Linked DNA regions of Bos taurus: region 2 is linked to region 1. Evidence: chromatin contacts called from public Hi-C data. All regions are on one chromosome and are shown on one strand. The core of a region is the stretch at or near the end of the contact, and the rest is flanking DNA. Distances in the headings are between cores, read along the strand shown. Region 1 holds the start of PPP3CC (protein phosphatase 3 catalytic subunit gamma). Region 2 holds the start of CCAR2 (cell cycle and apoptosis regulator 2).

The links. Hi-C and Micro-C count contacts between places; a contact is called where the count stands out from the background.
Region 2: a contact with region 1 is called in a Hi-C map of an unstated tissue, with 4 times the contacts expected there. The contact joins the promoter of CCAR2 here to the promoter of PPP3CC in region 1. A contact is called at or near these places in 2 of 11 Hi-C or Micro-C datasets (liver and an unstated tissue).

The regions. Positions count from the first base shown.
Region 1 is chr8:69,755,099-69,757,798 of ARS-UCD2.0, forward strand. PPP3CC (protein phosphatase 3 catalytic subunit gamma) reads left to right here and starts at 1,320. Exons shown (of 13, transcript NM_001098076.2): 1 at 1,320-1,653. The coding sequence starts at 1,605.
Region 2 is chr8:69,907,056-69,909,755 of ARS-UCD2.0, forward strand. It overlaps CCAR2 (cell cycle and apoptosis regulator 2), which reads left to right and starts at 1,305. Exons shown (of 21, transcript NM_001075298.3): 1 at 1,305-1,634; 2 at 1,937-2,032; 3 at 2,315-2,406. The coding sequence starts at 1,975.

The sequences.
Region 1 (2,700 bases), core at 70-2,569:
TTATTCTGCCACATCCAATTAGATAGTCACTAGCCACAGGTAGTTATTGAATGCTTCAAATGTGGCTAGTACACTTGAGGAAATAAATATTTATTTACTTTAAATGTACAGAGCCACTTATGACTACTCACTGGCCACCACAGTGACTGTTAAAATCGGTTTCCCTGTAATTTGCATATACTTCCTTGGATCCCAGTTTTAACATTCCACCATCAGGACTAGAATCAAAATATTTTTCTTTGCCAGGCACTATACTAGAAGACAGTTTCTATACTAGGCTTGCAATTCAAGGAGAGAAAAGGTCAGTTTTTAACCTAGAGATGAGCCAGATTATTAAGACTCTATGGAGACTTGCCCATCGTTTTCCATGGTAAGAATGACGGGGTGTCAAAGGGGAAGAAGGATTGCTTCCAGCTGTGTAGGTGGCACGCAGAACTTCCAGGTCGGTTCCCTACACAGAGGAGGTCTGGCCCAGGGGTTCCTTGGAGGGGGCTGCGGTCCCCTTTCTGGCAAGTGGAAAGGAAGCTAGGAGGCTGTGGGACCTGACAGGTTGTGTGTGGGGTGGGGGTGGGGGGCTCTTATCCACCCACTCGGAAACCATCCCCCTCCACCCCCCACTACTAGATTAGAACTAGGATGCACGCGATCGTTCTCACTATACTAAGTGCTCTCGACAAATGTGACAACTTAAACCAGGGGTTTAAATGGGTTTGGTAACTGGGGGGAGGGTAAGCTGTGGGAAGGAGCTGGATCAAACTGATAACGACTCCTAGAGACAGAGTGGAGGGGAGACCCCGAGGAAAGGGAGGGAGGCCCCGCCGTGGGGAAGGTCTGGGAGGACGAGGGCGCCCTGCAAGGTGATCCCAGGCGGACAGGATGCGCACGGCTCCGCCAGACAGCCGCCGGGACGCTCGGGCCGGGTCACAAGATGGCCGCGGTTCCGCTGGGCCTTTGGGTGCGGGAACCAGGGCCCGGTGTTAGGTGCTCCAGGCCCGGGCGGCGCAGGCAGCTGAGAAGCAGTCAGAGCTGGAGGGGAGGGCAGGCAGAGGAGAGGGGGAAGACCGACATTCGGAAGCTGGAGGAGAGGAAGGAAGGGCGCGTGTACGGAGGGCAGCCGCGCGGGTCCGGGGGTCTCCGCGCGAAGGGTAAAGCCGGGGTTGTCTACTGCCCGGGGGCTGGAGGTCAGGCGACCGAGCTGCCGGGGAAACTTGCGGAGCTCAAGGCCTCGGCGCGCTAACCGCGGCGGCGGCGGCCCTCGCGCCGCAGGGAAGTTGGGGAGGTGCCGAGTCGGGGCAGCGCGCGCGCGCGCGCGCACGAGCCTCGGCCGCGCGCAGCCGCGGCTGCCCGCGTAGCCTCCCCGATCTGCTGTCGCGGGCGCTCCCGACTCGGCGCCTCGGGAGGGAGCGGTCAGTGGGCCCGCATAGTGTCCGTGGGATTCGAGGCCGGGCTGCTGCGGCCGCCTCCTTCTGGTGCCTTGGCCGCCCTGATTAAGCGGGGCCGGGGCACGGCCGGTAGACCGGCCCTGGGGAGCCGAGATCGCTGGAGGCGAAGGCGGGGGCGCACGTCTGGAGATCTCCCCGGACCGGGAGGAGGCCGAGGGGATCATGTCCGGGAGGAACCTCCACCTCTCCACCACCGAACGCGTCATCAAAGGTGCCAAGCGGGCCAGGCCTTCCAGTCGATCGGCGGGAAACGGCCCTCGGCCGGGCGATGGCTCGGGGCCGGAGGGAGGGAAGGAGCCGAGGACAGGAGTCGGGGGGGCGGCGGGGTCCCGGGCGGCGCCCATCCCGGAGGAGGACCTAGGGGGGTGTGGGAGACGGGAGGCGGGGATTCCCACCGGGGCTGCCCGGCGGGGGCGCCGGGCGTTTTCTGTAGCACCTGGACCAGTAGCTAGATGGGGATTGCTCGTTTGTCTCCAGTAGTGTCGGATTTCCAGGCAGGGTGGGTGTTTCTAATCCTATCAACCCCTAAAGAGTCTGGATCTCCATCTTTTTAGTCTCTTACCTGAGGGGAAGCCATCTAGGGTGATGTGGGCAGGGTGTTAAGAAGGCTCTTCCAAGTCAGATCTTTCTGCCGCTCCTCTTCTGAAAGGTCAGATATTTCTTGCCCCTTCCCCAACCTTTTTTAAGTATGAATACCATGTACCTTTTAGCCCACTTTCTCCAGATCATCACGTCACTGTTATTACTAAAAGAAAGAATATAGTGAAGTAAATACAAATAAATTCATTTTATGATATTTGAAAGGGATCTACAGATCTCTTGACATGATTGTTGGCGTTTTATTTTCTTTTTGGCCATAGAGACTTGGAGAATGATATTCTCTGATTCAGGTGTCCAACATCGACTAAAGTGTTCCTTATGTTGTAGTTGTTTCTGCCCTTAAGATTAGTGGTTTAAGCATAACCGCTAATTTATGTGCTTCTTTTGTTCAGACGTAAGACTTAAGTACAACTCTTCTCTCTGTTTTAATACTGGGTTTGAAAGCACTATTTTATAAGAAGGGAATATACCAAGATCCAGGTGTGTTAGTGATCTCTAGATAAAGGGGTTAGTTGTAAGTGGGGAGAACTCTTAAAATACTTTTATTTTTTTATTTTGGTAATTATATGGAGAAAAGAAACCAAGATTGGTGATGAAAAAACATTTTTCTCTTAGTGGAGAAAAATGATTGAATGGTCAATGAAGGAAAAGAGTTTTA
Region 2 (2,700 bases), core at 55-2,554, 150 kb after region 1:
AAGTTTGCAGCAGGGGATGGGGCTCTGAACAAAAGTTTATTGTTAATTAAGGAAAACCAAATATCTCAAATCAAGAAATTTAGCAGTCTTCTAAGTATGGGAAGCTGCGATCGTCTGGGCTCCCTGAATTCATTCCTTTCATATGCATCTCAGCTAGCGGGGCTAAATCCTACTGCATGATCTTTCACATCTTTAATTCCTCTTTCAACTTAGGGAATGGGGGATGTGGTGGGTGGCTGCCTCTTGCTTTTTCTTGCACACACCTGCCCCCTGCCCCAAGCTCCTCAGCATTTACCAGGGAAGTGGCTAAGTGGATGATGGCTGCCAGATAGCTGGTATTATTCTACCTGGGCTCAGAAAAGTATTTTTCTGAGGGAGGAAATGGAGGAAAATATTTTCTATGGGAGGAGGACATAGTCACCATAGTCAGGACACCAATATGGGAGGAACTATTCCATTTCACACCTTTTAGGTTCCAAGCTCTGTTAACTGAGAAGGGGGTAAAGTTTAGTCTCCTGCAGGCACCCAGAAGATGGGAGGTACAAGTGGGGGCTGCCCTCAACAAAGGGTAGGGCTAGAGATGGGGTCATTGGTTGAGTCAGACACAAGGATGTCTCTATAGAAACGGGCACTGATCATGCATCCTCCTCCTCCAGTCAGCTGGTTCTCTTGCTGCTGCCGGCTTGGGGGTCCGCCAGAATGAAGCATAGGTGCTGCTTTATGTTTGAGGGTCCAGCTCCATGTGTCTTTGGACCAGGAACCAGTTCTCTGAAGTCTGCTTTTCTCATGGGACACGTAAGCGCGGACACCACCGACGCGCGGCTTCCTAACGCATATCCGATCGGGGAAGGCGCACTTCCGCTCAGCAGTTGGAGCGGGATGGCAGGCCGGTGTGGGGGAAGGGAGAGGTCGGTGGAGAGGAGGGAGGGACTATATCCGGGAGAGTGGCAGCTTCCGACCAGTGGTCGTGCTTCCGGAGAGACGCTTCCGGTGGCGGCGGCAGCAGCGGCTCTGGTGGTTCCGGGTGTCTTTGTCCCCCCGGTGTCGCGGCCCTGGCCCGCAGGTGGGTTGGGGGGGCCTTCCGCCGCCCCTCTGCCTCCTTGCCCCTCCCCCGGCCGAGGGGCTGCGAGAGCCAAGCCGCGAAGATGCACTGGGCGCGGAAGGGGCCGAGCCCCTCTCCGGACTGCAAGTCTCGTCTCCCTGGCAACGGCCTCGGCCCTGGGGGCGGGCGGGAGGAGGAGAAACCGCGCGCCTTCGTCCTCCCACGGCGGCCTGGCCGCGGCCCGGCCCGGGAGATCCGGCTCTGGTGGCCGCTGAGACGGGAGCCGAGGCACGGGGAGCGGGGGAGCAGGAGGGCGGGCGCGCAGCCGGATTTGCGTTCGCCTGGCCGCGGAGCTGTCTTCTCACCAGCCCGTCCGGGGAACAACGGGCCGGGCTTCCGGGGAGAGGGCCTACACCATCTCCTCTCCGGCACCAGCCTCCTCCATTTTTCCGGGCCTTGCGTGGAGCTTTTTGGCGGATGTATTTGAATGAATGAATGTCACCAGGGCTCTTTCCAACCCTTCACTCTCCCCAACCATCTGAGGGTGGCGTGGCATAGTGAGAGGAGCGCTGAGTTGTCGGGAGACCTGGGTGTGAGTCCTAGTTTTTTACGTACCTGGTTCTGTGCCTCGGGCAAGTCTCAGTCCCTCCGAGCTTCGGTTTCCTTTTGTTTGAAAGAGTATAACAGTATTACCCATCACTAGGTTATTGTGAGAGAAACTGAAGCATTGTAATTTCTCTGTTTCCTGGTCCATTTCCTGTTCTCTCCATCTGTCTTCCCTGTTCATTCTCAGTATACATTTCCCCACTTTCCTTCAGATCCTTAGTTCCTTTTTGGGGGGTAGGTGGAAAATCTTCCCTGTGAATTGTTAATTTATTTCTTTTCTGATTGAAGGTTTTTTCCCAAGACTCTGAAAGAGGACAGCATTCCCAATGTCACAGTTTAAGCGCCAGCGGATCAACCCGCTTCCAGGGGGACGCAACTTCTCAGGTGATCACCTTTATCTCTACCTGGCCCCACATTGGGAAGTATGTGGTTTGAAGTTAGTCTTTAACAGACGTTAGTCTTTAAATCCACCAGGGGTTTTCCTGGTGGAGTGCAGTTTGCTGCTGATGTTTCTTAGGAAGCTAGTCGATGACCACAGTGGTTGTCAGCAAAACCCTGTTGGGACTTGTACGGATCCACTTTACCCTTTGGGTTTCCTGTCTTCTCTAGCTGACTCTAGTGCTTACCACGGTAGGTGCAATTCCTGGATTGCTTCTCTTCCAACAGGCGCAGCTTCGACATCCCTTCTGGGCCCTCCTCCTGGTTTGCTCACTCCTCCTGTGGCCACAGACCTGTCCCAAAATGCCAGGCACCTTCAGGTAAGTTGGGCATCCCGTCTAGTGAGTTTCAGCACTTGGGAGGACCTCAGCATGCATGGTTGTCCGATGCTTTCATTCTTACATGACATTGTTCATCCTTCTTGACACTCCTATCGTCAACCAGTCCAGAGGTAACTAGAACTCTCTGACTGGGGAGTCTTTGGTTTTGATTCTAGGGAAATCTCTAGGGTGCTTTTTGGAGTTAAGGAAGAACTGGGAATCCTAGAAGAAGCTTATGGCCCAAGAATCAGCATGACTTCTCCCACCTTCGGTAGATTATGTCCACTAGACACA